Regions from separate parts of the Mus musculus genome. Here regions 2 and 3 are each linked to region 1. The links are chromatin contacts, called in public Hi-C and HiChIP or PLAC-seq maps. All regions are on one chromosome and are shown on one strand. The core of a region is the stretch at or near the end of the contact, and the rest is flanking DNA. Distances in the headings are between cores, read along the strand shown.

Region 1 (4,858 bases), core at 1,045-3,544:
GCCTTGAGAGAGGAGCAAGCAGTTTGATGGCACCTGCTGTCTGACGGTGGCACTCTACGGCACAGAGCAGGATTAGGTCAGGAAATGATGTCCCCGGAGAATCTTCCTATGGGTGCTCCTGGTTCACAGTTCATGCTCTGAACATAGATGTGTCGGGCTCTGAAGATGTGATAAATTGAAACACATTTAATACTTCCAGACAGTGGAGCTTCAAGGTTAGCAACCTGAACACCACAGCATCACCACATCATTGACTGTGTGCTTTCCCAAAGTGCAGTTTCTGTGCAGTGGATGGCTCTTACACCACTGCCAAACTGGAAAGCTCTGGGCTGAACCTTGTAAGTGAGAGACCATCTAGATTCTGAATGAACTCCAAATCCATCATTTGAAGCAGACATAGTGAAAATGTCACTGATCGCTGGAGACAGCCTGCACTGAGATGCCACATACTGAACATACATGCTAAGCTTCCTGAATGCCTCTCCCTCTCTCTAGAGTCTCATCTCGGGTTCCCTTCATTAGGATCATTGTCACTGACAACTCTGACTCTGCTTCACCTAAAATCCCAAACTGCTGTGATGAGGGGAGGTGTGCCTCTTGTGAAAGAATGCTGTGAAGAAGTGTGCTTCTTGAAGTCACTCTCCTGGGTTTAGGGTATTGTCCCTAGTTAGCTCTTGTTCACCACACACACACACACACACACACACACACACACACACACACACACACAGTACTTGAGTAGCTTTGTGTCTCTACCCTTCATTAGCACAATGTGCACCAGGTAAAACCTACATCCATTTTTTTTATTACTCTGGAGGGAGCAAAGGACACAAGTGTGTGTGGTGTGTGTGTGTGTGTGTGTGTCTGTGTCTGTGTGTCTCGGTTCAGCAGTCACTGAGGGTCAGATGTTCTAAGAAAGCTGTCATTGGGACACAAGATTTCAGCTTTGCTCCTCTCTCACCAATTTTGATTCACCAAGAAAAACCAACAATAAACAAAACATCAAAAGAGGCAAGAATGGATCCTGTCTTGGACTATGTCCCTGTTAATTTGGGAACTGCTGCATTAAGTGCTCTGGTGTTTAAATTTAAGGAGCCATCGGGAGGCTCAAAGAACAAATTCTCCTTTCCATTTCAAGTTTCTTTTCTTTCTTGTCAAAAGTTTGATGTTGTTTGGCTTTTGTTTGTTTTAATGACGACTTTATTTTGAGGTTTGGGGTCTGGATGTATGAAGTCTCAGTTAATTTCAGTAATAAAGCCATGTCCATTCACAAGTGGCCTGAAAGAACCAACGGGGCTTTTCAGTATTAGGGGAAGTCAGTGTTTTTCTGGAATACCTCATTTATTTGTTGTGATTGGCATTCAAAAGTAGAACAGTTTCGAGAAAGACAGGAAGTTTCTGAGCCAGAGGCAATGCCAAGGCAGTCCATAGTTTTAATTTGTATTTAAGGGTCAAGGCAGTCTCCCAGGAGACAATAATTATTCCCAAGAGATCCAACCAGTAAAATAGCAGGTAAAGTAGCTGGGCCTGGGCAGCTGAGGTAGGGGGTACTCTAGGATTCGAGATCAGCCTGGCTTCTGTAGCCAATGCCCAGGACTGCCTGAATGTCAGCCTAAGGCAGGGTCTCAAAACCAAAACCAAAAGAAAGCCAGAAGTAATGTGTTCAGCGCCTCCTTCATTGCTTAAGAGTTTAAGGGAAAAACAAAAGGAAGAGCTTCCCATACGGAAATAAAAATCAAAACCGGGCTTATTATAAGCAGCAGCAGAAACAGCAAGGAGGCAGTTCACAGCCGGGGATGCACCCCTGGGCTTTGGGGAAAGGACTGCTGCGCGCGTTGCGTTCCCAGGACTGGGGCATAGCACCTTGGAAGACTTTAAGCCCTGCGGGTGCTGGAGCTTGTCCCCCATCTGTCCAGCTGGTTTCGAATCGCTCACGCCTCCAGGGAGAGAGGGTGTCCGGGTCCAGACTGAGTACCTGACAAGCCTGCCGATTTGCGGCCGGGAGGCGGCGGGGACCTGCCCCTCCGCAGCTGAGACCGGCTGGGGACTGGTCTGGGAAAGCAGTTGGGCGTACCCGGTGGGACCCTGGGTGGCCTTCCCGCGTGTCCCCTCAAGCCCTGCGGCGACCCGCTAAACCTGCGCGCTCTGGCTGTCCCGGACTCAGCGCCAGCTGGTAGAGGCCAGGTGTTGGGGACCTCAGGTCCCAGGATCCAGGAGGCGGAGGCGCGCAAGCGGGCATGCGCAGAGTGGGCGGAGGCGGCGGCGATGGCCCGGGGAGGCGGGGGGATCGCTGTTTATTTGCAGCTGGGCCACCGCGGCGGCAGAGCACCGGGCGCCCGGGCGGGGACAGTGGGCGTGCGATGCCTGAGCCAAGCAGGCCGCTGCGCGCCCGGGTCCCGGCCGGGGAGGATGCGCGCTGCGCGGGAGCGGCCGTGCGGGCGGTGCGATGCTGGTGACCCGCGGGGACCGCGGCGGCGGGGAGCGCGCGCCCTCGCGGCGCCCGCGCTGCGGGCTGGTTCCAGCGGGGGCCGCGGCGCTGCTAGCTGGGGCCAGCTGCCTTTGCTACGGCCGCTCGCTGCGGGGCGAGTTTGTACACGACGATGTGTGGGCGATCGTGAACAACCCCGACGTGCGGCCCGGGACACCGCTGCGCTGGGCCATCTTCGCTAACGACTTCTGGGGCAAGGGCCTGGCGGACAGCACCAGCCACAAGTCCTATCGGCCACTGTGCGTGCTGTCCTTCAGGTGAGCCTGTGCGTCCTGGGGTCTAGACGCCTCTCCTTGGAGAAGGGATGGTACGGCGGGGACACTTCTGACAGGTCCCTCGGTACCTCCTCTAGGTTGTTCTCCCCTTTCTCTCAGTTCTACCCCTGGTCTTTTAGTCATCAGCCAGATCCTCCTGGATTTATCTTGTGTTCTGGCTGTTCAGTCTGGTCCTCTAGGTTCTACGCTTTGCATCTCTGCCCTGTTCCGTTCTCCAATCTCTGCCCCAGGTCCTCTGGGCTCTATGCTTGGCGCTCCTGATTCTATCTTAAGTGTTCTCCAGGGTCTGTCCCAGGCCCTCACAACTCTAGTATTCTGTCAGCGCAGCCCCAGATTTTCTCTGAACGAGGTTCTCTCCGCTCTGCCCCGAGATCTCGTTGCTCTGGCTGGGTTCTCTCGGGTCGGACTCTGATCCTATTGCTCCAGGCTTAGTCCTGAATCCACCTGGCTCTACCTCTGGTCATTACCCGGGACAGCTTAAGGTTCTCAAGGCTTTGCTCAGGTTCTGAAGCACTACATCGTTTTCTTCTGGCTCTGTTTTGGGTACTCTCCGCGCTACTCGGGGAGATCTCTGCTCTGCCCTATATCTTCCCAGCTAAACCTAGGTTCTCCCGCGCTTCCTGGCTGCGGAGTTGGGACCGAGTTCTGCCTGCTATGTCCCCCGGGGCTTCAAGGATGGCAGACTTCTCGCTGGAGCTTTTCCTACCCGCGATTAGCGGGTTCCAGAGGGTGGCGATGCTCCAAGTTGTCAGCTTCTCCAGGGAGGTTGTACTGCTGGGCAGATGAGGAATAAAGGGACCGGACCAGGTGGCCTACGATGCTCCTGAAGCTGCTATGCTGTGGGTGTTCCAGGTAGGAGCTAGGGAGAGGTGTCAGGCACCCTACTCTGAGCACCGGGCTTTGCGTACTGGGATGCTAATAGCCTCCCTAACCCGGGCATTTCCAGCCCCAGCCTCTGCATCCCGGGTGCTGCACCCAGCCTCCGGGACCCACACTGAGAACGTGCAAGGGCGCAGAGAGCCCCTTCCCCAGCCCCGGAACCATGACTCAGCATTTCTGGTGTGAAGTAGTGGAACCGGACTGAGAGTACGCATTTGTAGGGTGGTGTATCTGCTTGAATCCTGAGGGAAAGGACGGGTTGGAACCAAACCGATGAGCTCCATCCAGTGTAACTTTGCTCCGCGTTTGAGCTGGTGTGCGTTCAGAACACAGCAGCTCACAGGGTATTAGCTCCGTATTAACTCGTTTTCAAATCTTTGCCATAGGAACCATAGTTTATGGCACTGATCTCTGGGGACAGCTGGCAAAATAACAGTTAGCGTGAGCCTTCAGGCCCAGAGCTTTGGAGAGAAAAGGAAAACCTGCAGCTGTCTTTCACGTAATTCTTTCGAATAAACTAATGTTTTAAAGACGGCGAGAAAATAACACATCTGACTCCCAAGGAGATGTTTTATAAACATTTATCTTTGGAAAGTTGTGTTAGTTTTCATCCCAAAGATAGCCTTAGCTGAAGAGTTTCTCAGCCCTTTTAATTTCCCAAGTGCTTTTTTTCTTTTTTTTAAATCATAAAACTAGGAACGCTTCTTTTTACACTGGATGGACGATAGGCGTTTTCATGGACTGGGTGAGGCTGTTGATTAATTTGAAGGTGTATAAGCTCACTGCACTCCATATGCGGACTTTTTACAGCCCTGGAGCCTACCCTGGTCCCTGGCCTGAGAACAGTTTCCATTTAAAGCGTCAGGGCTGAATGCCTGCTGCTGGAGGACGGGCATAGTAAGTGTAAGGTGCTGGCTGTCCAAGTGTTTTTAATAGTTCCTAATAGGAACTCTGCCAAGCCAGAGGAGGAGGGGCTATCCACCTCCACCTTTTATCACTAGCTTGACTTCATCGCCCCTGCCCCCACCCTGCGGAGGGGTTGGGGATAGTGATGGGGATGGGGATGGGGAATGAACAGGGCTGGCAGAATGGGGAAAAGGAAGGATATGCAACCTGTTTCTGGTGCAGTTGTCTAAGACTGTTGCTCTTTGGTTTTGGGTTTTTTTTTTTTTTTTTTTTTTTTTGGTTGTTTGGTTTCTTTCTTTCTTCCTTTCTT
Region 2 (4,858 bases), core at 1,748-4,247, 150 kb before region 1:
TTTAAAAAATATTTGTTGTGTATGTGTGTGTGTATGTGAGCACACTGCCTGTGTGTGTGTGTGTGTGTGTCTGTGTGTGTCTGTGTTTGTGTCTATGTATCTATGTTTATATCTGTGTATGTGTCTGTCTTTGTGTGTCTGTGACTCTGTGTGTGCTGTGTCTGACTGTGTGTCTGTCTGACTATTTGTCTGCATATGTGTCTATTTGTCTCTGTATGTGTCTGTGTTTGTATGTGTCTCTGTGTGTGCTTTGGGTATGTGTGTTCGGTGTGAGTATATGTGTGTGTGTGTGCTGTCTGTGTGTGTGAGTCTGTGTGTGCATCTGTGTTTGTGTGTATGTACCTATGTGTGCTTTGTGTGTGTGTCTGCTGTCTGTCTCTGTGTGTGACACACACACACACACACACACACACACACGGATGTGACAAACTCAGTTCAGCACGCTCAGCAGCAAGCACCTCTGCTTGTTAGCTCACCTTGCTGTTCTTTTTTTTCATAATGTGCCAAATATTATTCTAAATGTTTTACACAGATTATCTTATTAACACAATTCCATGGCATCACTAATACTGTTCTTTCTCCCGTCTCACAGAACTGAAAAGGAGCTAAAAGATAAACGCTCAGACCTCATCTTGATTGGGCTGGAGAAGACCAGGGACCCTTGTCCAGGCAGTTTTGCTTTACGGTCGTTCATCTTCAGTCCACTCTATGACGGGGTTTCTCAGAACCCTGACCTTGTCTCTGGATATAAAACTTCACACCTGCATTTTTAATAGATTTAATAAAATTTGATACTTTTGTTATGCAAAAAGCAAGCAACAGTGCTGTCTTCCCATCCTCTGCAGTTCTGTACCTGTTCAGCTGCCTTTCTGCTGGTTTTCCTCTTTGTTCTAGGCCTCGTTTGGAAGAATGAACTCTTGGCAGAAACAGCACTATATTTTATTCCCCATTAACAGGATGACACAGCTCACTTGAGTCATAAGAATGTTAAAATAACATTGTGCTTTGACCTTGCCCTTAAGATACTGATTTTACTTGCAAACATTCTAAACATCTTAAATGCATCTTTTCTTTCCCTTTTCAGTTTCTCCTTTTACATCTGTCTCTAAAACAAGCAGAGAAAAAAAGCATACGCTAGATTTATGCAGGATTCTTGTGGATCTGCATTTTCAAGGAAAATCTTTCCTTTAAAAAAATCACCAGGTAAATAAAAATTTACAGAGAGTCTGCCATTTGGAATGTGGCATGGCTCTGGCCTCCAAGTGAGGAGACTGTTTATCAGGTAGGCCCAACACACTCCTTCTCTCCATCGAACTTTCATTACTCTTTGAAAACATCTCTGAGGCTGGACCGAAAACCACTGGGGGCCTGGTATCCCCACTGTGCTGAGCTTACTGCCTGTCTTGTGGCAGCCGCTCAGAAGGATGTTGCTGAGTGAATACATCAGTGTTTTTCCTCAGTACCTGTCATTTGAGGCTGCTTGGGTGTCTTTGGAATGTAAGTAATCAGCATGTACCCGAGTGGCTATAGAAATGGATAAAGAACCGCAAATACCACATTATCCCAACACTCAGGAAGTTTCCAGGTCTGCAGAGGAAAAAGAAGGATCAAACTCCTGCTTCTCAGAGACATGGGGCTTGCAGCAGGAAAGATTATTATATTATTATTATTATTATTATTATTATTATTATTAGGGAGAAGGTATATTTCAAGGTCATCTGAAGAGCAAGACCAGGTTACAGAGCAACCATACCAGACTTGTATGGGGACAACAAGGAAAGGAATTGCTAACAAATTACACCAGTGTGGCTAAGCAAACCCTGTTCTAGAAGGAGGCAGGATACTTCAGAGTATCACTGTTGTATTTTATAAAAAGATAGAAAGAAGGTGGGGATATGTTAGGTGGAGGCTAGGTATGGTGTGTGTGGTGGGTGCCTCTGCAGGCCCATTCTGAGGCATCCCTTCCCCCTGAGGTACCAGCCACAGGATGGTATAGTATAGAATAGAGTTTATTTAGAGCATGGGGAGGGGAGTTGAGGGAGACAGAAGAGAGAGAGAGAGAGAGAGAGAGAGAGAGAGAGAGAGGAGGAGGAGGAGGAGGAGGAGGAAGAGGAGGAGAGGCCTGCCACGAGCATGTGGAGAGAGATGGGGGAGGGAAATGGAGAGACAGGAAGAAGAGGGTAAGGGGCAAGAGGAAGAGAAGGGAAGAGAGCAAGAGAGTGAGGAGGTGGCAAGCAGCCCCTTTTATAGTAAGTCAAGTATACCTGGCTATTGCCAGGTAACTGTGGGGCGGAGCCTAGGAGAAATGCCAACGCTCTGAAACTGAAGTTGGTCCAGGCAAGGCCAGAGCAAGGAAGGAGTTTACAGAGCTGCTTACAGAGGGGACTTTAGGCTTGGGGTAAGGTGCACACATGGCTAACATCCCAAGGCACCCCAAGTCCATTTGATATACGTGGCTGACATCCCAACCCCAAGTCAACCCAAGCTTACCTGATGCATATGCTGGAGCATTTAGCAGGCGTGCTTGCTCTGGTTTTCACAGCATCTCTACTGCAGAAGCCTCACTCTAATGGTTGACCTCTGGAGAAAAGGAGCAGGGTAACCTGCATCATCTACCCTCTCAGTTCCCGACTTTCTACAAATATCAAAGTCCACTTTTTTCTTCTAATGCTGATTCTATATGCCATAAATCTATCAGTTAGGTTTGCTCCCCCTTACTTTATTCTTTTTCTAGGGGTTGGGTAGGGTGTAACAGTTTACAAACTGCAAGAACGAGGCCATTAACAACAACAAAGCCAGGAGAGGACAAAACCGGAGGCACAGATTTGGGAGGGGTTTTAAGCACAGCGGGGTACTGATGTTTGTTGAAAATCCCCCCAGAGTCACCATTAGTATCAATACAATTCTGGGAACTAGGAAACTGGCTCTAACAGAAATAATTGTTGGTAGAGATGGCGTTTCTAAGCACGCGGTTTGCAGAGCCATCTGCTTTAAAGCCTTCTGAAGCACTCCCAGCATCTCGCCACTTCCGCATCGCAGCAGAGAAGCTGGAATGCCTCTGGAGGTAATTACTTTAGACTGAGCTTTAGCACTAATGGTGCTACCTCATTAGCACCGTGGTGGCTCCGAGCGAGCAGACGGCTACTTTCAATGGGTTTTAAATGGAGATGAAATTAAAGTGGAGTTGTTGGGCAGAACTAGTATATGGATGTCCTCACACAAAGGGAGCAGCAAGGATGTTGTGTCCCGCTTTGCAGTTTTTAAACAGACCGCTCCCTTCCCCCAACCCGTGCCTTGTCTCCTCTAAGCCTTGCTTTCTCTTATTACAGTGCAAGGACAGGTTTCAGCCCCTCTCTGCAGCTCTTGCCACTTCCAGATGCATCTTTCTCCCGCTGTTGGTAGTGTTTGGCCTTAATAGATTGGTTTGATTTCTAGGAAGTGTAGAGGGAATGAATATGTAGGGGGCACCCACTTTCCATCAACAAGCAGCTTTTTGAGGAATTATTGTGCGCAGGGTTGATGATGAGTGCATATATACATTCACCAGAGTTTTCAGGGTCCCATCCACAAGTGCACATACATCCTTGTAAATATCATGTTAACAAGAGAATATCAGCAAAGGAGTGGAAGGCATATGATTGTTCACTCATGCATGTGCAACCTTTGTGTGCTGTCAGAAAGCTTGAGAGTCACAGAGTTTTAAAATGCCATGAAGGGTCCCTACTTCTGCAGATGTAGGGAGACAGAAACCATGTTAGAACCAGAGTGTAAGTAATACTGTGGAAGGCATTTGATATTTATTATGGATTCTCTGGGTGAGTGCTGTTAACCAAAAAGCTAATGAGAAGGATTTATGGTCCTGAAAAATCTTTCTGGAAGCATGTTTGGAGACAATAGTGGTCTCAAAATGTGGCAGGGCACATTAAAACATAAGAAGACTGTAAAAGACTGCTATTAAGAACCACTACATCAGGGTCCTCTGAGGCAGGAACAGGACCACTGATTGAGAGCAGGGGCTGTTTCTGGTTGACTAAGATACCAGTTTAACCTGTCTTTTCCTGTCATTTGCCCTAACGATGAGCTAACACAACCAACAGCATGTTCACTTTTGAAAAGAAATTGATTTTGAAAATAAGAATCTGATTAAATTTTTGGTTTTTTTAAAGATTAGATTTGTTTAATTTGTTCAATTAAACATGAGTCCTCTGCAAATGAAATTTGAAGACATTTATTGGAAACATTTTATGGTTTAATAGAGCCTCCCCCCATGCAAGATTTTGTTTATTAATAAGATTCATGGAAATTCAATAAAAAATGCTTTCATCATTACTCTGTGCTCCCTCAAGAGTTGAAATACCCATTTTATTATAAAAGACGAGGAAAGAGCAACTCATGGAATTCAAATGAAAGCAATAAAATCTTGTAAGGATGTATAAAGGGAAGAATCCACTTGAGCAAAGGTTCATTAGTGAACAGAGAAATTCATGGACTTTGCTTTGCAGCTGTGAGCTGACTCTCAAATTTATTGAAACAATTCCTTAGTCCACACCCAACTCCTCTATTCTTCTTTTGCTCGGAACAAATAGAATCTTTCTAGGTTGAGCATTGGGGGAGGGAATGGGGTCCATGGTCAAAGAGTCCACTTGTCTACATAAGTCAAGACTTGATGGGAAATCTATAAGTCTGCCTACCGAAAAGTAAAAACTTGACGATCTGTATTTTTCCAGTGAGGCTTCTGGGCTTTTCTGAAAGGAATGCTTCAGGGCTGTAGAGTGCAGGGCTGGTTCATGCTTGTGATTTTAACCTCCTGCTCTCCTAGCTTCTTGGCTTTACAGATCCTTAGACTCTGAGGATCCAT
Region 3 (4,858 bases), core at 726-3,225, 130 kb before region 1:
CATGCTGTGTGCTTATGTGTGTGTGCATTCATAGTCTTACTCTGTGTGTGTGTGCATGCATATATGCCTTCATAGTCTCTCTCTCTCTCTCTCTCTGTGCATCCAGAGCCCCCACTCTCTCTCTCTCTGTGTGTGTGTGTGTGTGTGTGTGTGTGTGTGTGTGTGTGTGTGTCCCTGCTGAGTCCAAGCCTTGGGGGCAGAATCTTCTTCAATACTGGATATTGTTTATGAAGAGAAGAACTGATGGTACCTCCATGTTGAGTTTATTTATAAGGTAACACTCTCATCGATCTGTTGTAGCCCAGGCTAGGGAAAATCTGGAGGCTCTTTGAAGTATCTATGCTAAGTCTAAAGTGGTAGGAGCTGAAGTGTGTGCAGCCTAGATAGGTGTGTCTGATGTTCACAGCTGGTGACTAGAGCATAAGCTGTGGGGGATGGGTGAGACAATGCATACTGGGGTATGTGCGTACACACATGTACATATGTGTTCATGTATGTTCAGATACATGTGAGGACAGAGGAGGATCGCAGGTATTATTACTTAGAAGCCATCTGTCTAGTGGTCTCAGATGTTGTATCTATCTCTGCCCTCCCATTGCCTCAATTAAAAACAAGCACCACCATGCCTGGCTTTTAAAAAAATATTTTTTTAAAATTTATTTTACTTGCATGGATGTTTTGCCAGCATGCGTGTCTGTGCACCACATGCCTGCAGAGGGCAAAAGAGGTCATTAGGTTCTGTGGAACTAGAGTTACAGACAGTTGTGTGCTGCCTTGTGGGTTCTGGGAATAAAAATCAGGTCCTTTGGGAAAGCAGCCAGTGCTGCTAACTGATGAGCCATCTTTCTAGGCTCCAGACTGGCGCTCTCTCTCTCTCTCTCTCTCTCTCTCTCCCCCTCTCTCTCTCTCTCTCTCTCTCTCTCTCTCTCTCTCTCTCTCAATGAGGCTCTGGGGATAAGTCTTAGGTCTTTGTACTTGCAAAGCAAGCATTTTACCTGAGTCATCTCCCCAGCCTGATATGCTGGTCTGACAGCAATCCTATATTGAGTCTGGATTCTTGACAAAACACAAAATGCTTTTCCCAACAAAGAGGCATCCTAAGAAACATTGATTTACCACATCTTTATAAAATCAAAGAGTTTTTTAATACCATTACGACTTCTAAATGTAAGACTGTTTACTGCATCAGATCTTCGGAATGTCGACGAGTCAGGGAGAGCCTTTGATTAGTATCAGCATTGCTCTCGTGTGTTCAGCAGCTGCTGCCCATGTTCTCTTTGTGTTTTGTGCTCAGGACCCTCATCAGGGACACGTTCTTAAGACAAGGAAGTATTTTAGGCTCCTCTTATTTCTTCACCGAAGTGTTCTCAGAGGCAAAGCTACAGAGCTCTAGTTCCCTATTTAAACTTAATGCATTCTGGAATTTAAAGAAATTTTAATTTCTTGATTAAAAAATGACTCAAATTTAAAGGGCCAGACACTTTGACTAAGTGCCAGTTGATGAATGCTGACTGCTCTGTACCCTCATTTTTCCTTTCTCTTTCATGAGTCTTTGTTACAAGTCTCTCTGCTTTTCTTTGGCTACTCAGTGGAAACGCATGACTAAAATCCTTAAGCTTAACTTATGGCTTGTTTTTGCTGTATAGTCTGTTCTGTGGACAAGATATTTTAATGACTTTCCTCCCATGAGCAAGATTTATACCAGATAATTGCTTTTTTGAGAGAGAGAGAGAGAGAGAGAGAGAGAGAGAGAGAGAGAGAGAGAGAGAGAGAACAAATGCTAGCCGGGCAGAAAATTTAAGCTGATCACCTCATTTCTAAAATTTTAGCAGAAATAAGCAAGATGATTAGTTTGAAAGTAATTCATCGTCAATGGTTAAAACAAAATACTTGAGTTGCTGATTACAGCTCAGATAGATCCAAGCATGCAATGAGCTTCTGGAGTGATTCCAATTGTCTTCTGCGTTCAGCAGAACCCTTCAGAGCCAAAAGAACCAGCAGGAAGTGTGTGTGTGTGTGTGCATATATAAATGCATGTGTATAAATATATGTGTGTGCAGCATCATGTATGAGGAGAGAGAAAAGAGTGAGGAAAAGATAAAGAGGAGGGAAGGAGAGAGAAGAGATTTATTGTGGGAATTTCCTCCCTTAATTCAGGAGGCTGAGAAGTCCTCCAATATGCTGCCTGTAAGTTAGAGAACAGGAACTCCAGGGCTGTAATTCAGGGCTGTAACACGGGGCTGCTGTAAGCTCTAGAGTTCAAAGCCCTCAGTAAACCAGAAGTAAGGATGTGCAGAGGCAGTAGAAGATGTGACTCGTGTCCTGACTCTGAGAAGGAGAGTGCCTTTTCCTCCCTCTGCTCTTTTGTTCTGTCCAGGCTCTCTGTGGGTTGATGGTGCCCACTCGCACTGGTCAGGTAGCTCATGTTCCACTTAGCTTACTGACTCAGATGTAACACACTAGTGACTGTTTTTACTGTTGTGACCAGGTATCTGACAAGAGCAACTTCAGGAGGAAGGGGTTATTTTGGTTCATGGTTTGAGGGTACAGTCCATCACAATGAGGAAGTGAAGGCAGCAGGAGTGTGGGTGGCTCCTCACGTTGCAACCACAGTCAGGAAGCTAGGGGATAACAGGAAGTGAAGCTTGACTATAAAACCTCAAGGACAGCCCTTAGTGACCCACTTCTTCCAGTAAGGCTCCGCCCCTTAAAGGTTCCAGAACCTTCCAAAGTAGTGCCACCAGCTAGGGACCAAATGATGAAACATATGAATCTATAGGGGACATTTCACATCCAAACCATACTATGTTCTTTCAGGAAGCAGAAAAGATACTTACATCCATCTGGCTTTCTTATTTCTTCTCTTTTATTCAATATGGCCCCCAGCCTGTGTGGTGGTATCATCCACGTTTAGGATGGGTCTTCTTTATCAGTTAATCTTCTCAGAGAAAAATCCTCATGTATACCCAAAGTTGGGTCTTCTAAGTGATCCCATATCTAGTCATGTGAACAATGAAGATCAACGTCACAGCTCATGTCTATCAGAATGCCCCACAGAAAGCCCCTAGAAAATAATGCTTATCCAGGTATGTGGGCATACCTTTTCCAATCAAACTGACACAAAACCATCCCAGTTTTCCCCCCTGCTTAATCCAAGTTTTCAAATTTAGTGGTTTCTAATATTGAAAGAGTTTGTTGGTAGAGTTGACTTCCAGTGTGCCACCGAGTGGCAGTGCCATCTTCACTTCTAAGTACAGCACACACAGGTTAAAGAGAAGCTAGTGTGGGTGCAGTGGTCCTGACTCTTCCTTATGCATTTGCTTTTTTACTTCCCCTTCTCCTCAATGCAGTTTTTTTCTATTGAAAATATTTTATAATGGATAATTTAATCACCCACAAAAGAGCAAAGAACAGCTTAGTAGCCTCTATGTTTCAAACACTAAGACTGAATTCATAATTTTCATGTTTTCTCTTCTGCTACACAGGATTATTTTGAGGCAAGTTCCAGGTATTCAAGTTGCTTCAAATATAAATAGCTCCAAATAATTTGTCTCTGGATCTGTAACATTCCAACTCTCCACAGTTCTAATCAATTATGTTTGTAGCATCTTCTACTTAGATGTGGCTTCTTTTTTGCCTGGTAACTCCAGTTACGCACACTTCATTCATGTGTGTTAAATGTGGTCCCTCATGATGTTGGGAATCTCACAGAAAGGCTAATCCTGGCCTAAGAGCTTTTGTTCACCTGAGAATTTAATGGAAATTCCACCTGAAGGGTGATGGATTTTCCCACTGGAGGGCAAAATGATTTTCTTTTGATGCACACATTCTCAAACACGTCAAGAAAAGGAAAAAACAAACAAACAAACAAACAAACCTGTAGGGATTAAGATGGTGGGACCCAGCCTTTTGTGGTGGTTTTCTTCATTCGCAAACACCTCTGTGAACATTCATTAATGCCTGGAGGTAATGTGCACGCTACATCTTGACCTTTTGGAGGGTGGTGGCAGAGATTAGGCCTTTATCACATGTGTTTGTGGCCCAGCCTTTCTTTCAGGGTCTGTTCATACCCTGGAAATGAGACGGGAATCAGGTTCTCTGCTGGTCAATTACCTGTCCCGTTATTTCCCAGCCCATTTGTTCTTATTTCTAAGATCCCTATTTTTCAAAGTGATGATTTTTCCCTAAGACAGTGACTTTCAGGACTCTGTACACTGTTCAACAGTGTAAACTTACAGGATACAGGCTTGGCTAATGTTCTGTGCTGTGAAAGTGAGAGGTAGAAGTCAGTATCAACCTTGGAGCTGGAAATGCTTTCAGTAATGTGCCTGTGATGTCAGAGTCAGGTTAAATTCATGCTGTGTCACTCGTTCCTACTTTAAGGACAGGGGAAGTCTGTTGCCAGATGAGTGTTTTGGGTAAGAGAGTCCATGTACAGAATCCCAAGGACCAGGCCAAATGTTTCCTTCATTAATTCCACTGGAGTTCAGAGTAGCCTCTCAACTCCACCTTCCTTTACTTTCTAGGTGTTTGTTGGTTGCTCAATACAGATTGAATACTCATCTAGTGTTAGGTTACAGTTGTGAGCAGAACAAAGACTCCAGCCTCAAAGACTTGGCTATCAGTAGAGAATTATTCATGAGCAAACTCAATGTATACATCAGAATTAGGTGCTGATAAGAAAAGTGTTGAGTAGATATTAAATCAGGGCTGTCAAGTAAGAAGACACTTGTTCCAAGTCCAGAAGGCAGGGAGTGAATAGACAATGAGGCTATTTCTGGGAAGAAGATTCTAAACACAGGAAGGAAGGTTCCACATCCCAAGAAGGAACCTGGCTGACATATTCAAAGAACAGGAA

What was found. Hi-C and Micro-C count contacts between places; a contact is called where the count stands out from the background. HiChIP or PLAC-seq counts read pairs in DNA pulled down with a chosen protein or histone mark.
Region 2: a contact with region 1 is called in an H3K4me3 HiChIP or PLAC-seq map of embryonic forebrain, with 3 times the contacts expected there. The contact joins the enhancer-like site here to the promoter of Tmtc1 in region 1. A contact is called at or near these places in 8 of 39 promoter capture datasets (the C10 cell line, the HPC-7 cell line, embryonic stem cells and 4 more), 2 of 484 Hi-C or Micro-C datasets (embryonic stem cells and morula), 9 of 115 datasets of contacts at active chromatin or transcription factors (SST interneurons, double positive thymocytes, embryonic forebrain and 3 more) and 1 of 9 other capture datasets (pancreatic islet).
Region 3: a Hi-C map of the N1E-115 cell line shows a contact between it and region 1, with 4 times the contacts expected there. The contact joins the enhancer-like site here to the promoter of Tmtc1 in region 1. A contact is called at or near these places in 4 of 39 promoter capture datasets (cranial neural crest, embryonic stem cells, hematopoietic stem and progenitor cells and 1 more), 1 of 484 Hi-C or Micro-C datasets (the N1E-115 cell line), 9 of 115 datasets of contacts at active chromatin or transcription factors (embryonic forebrain, embryonic stem cells, forebrain and 4 more) and 2 of 9 other capture datasets (adipose tissue and liver).

The regions. Positions count from the first base shown.
Region 1 is chr6:148,441,788-148,446,645 of GRCm38.p6, reverse strand. It overlaps Tmtc1 (transmembrane and tetratricopeptide repeat containing 1), which reads left to right and starts at 2,294. Exons shown (of 20, transcript NM_198967.5): 1 at 2,294-2,745. The coding sequence starts at 2,447.
Region 2 is chr6:148,597,235-148,602,092 of GRCm38.p6, reverse strand. It overlaps Gm36613 (a long non-coding RNA gene), which reads left to right. Exons shown (of 2, transcript XR_378194.3): 2 at 593-815. Among named protein-coding and RNA genes, the nearest start is that of Gm36613, 3.9 kb to the left of the region's middle. Within about 2 kb of position 2,997, at least 43 of the 459 cell types and tissues checked have an H3K27ac peak or open chromatin away from gene starts, as enhancers often do. A contact at or near this core is called in embryonic forebrain and hippocampal neurons, where this site is marked.
Region 3 is chr6:148,575,603-148,580,460 of GRCm38.p6, reverse strand. No RefSeq gene overlaps it. Among named protein-coding and RNA genes, the nearest start is that of Gm36613, 26 kb to the left of the region's middle. Within about 2 kb of position 1,975, at least 23 of the 459 cell types and tissues checked have an H3K27ac peak or open chromatin away from gene starts, as enhancers often do. A contact at or near this core is called in the N1E-115 cell line, where this site is marked.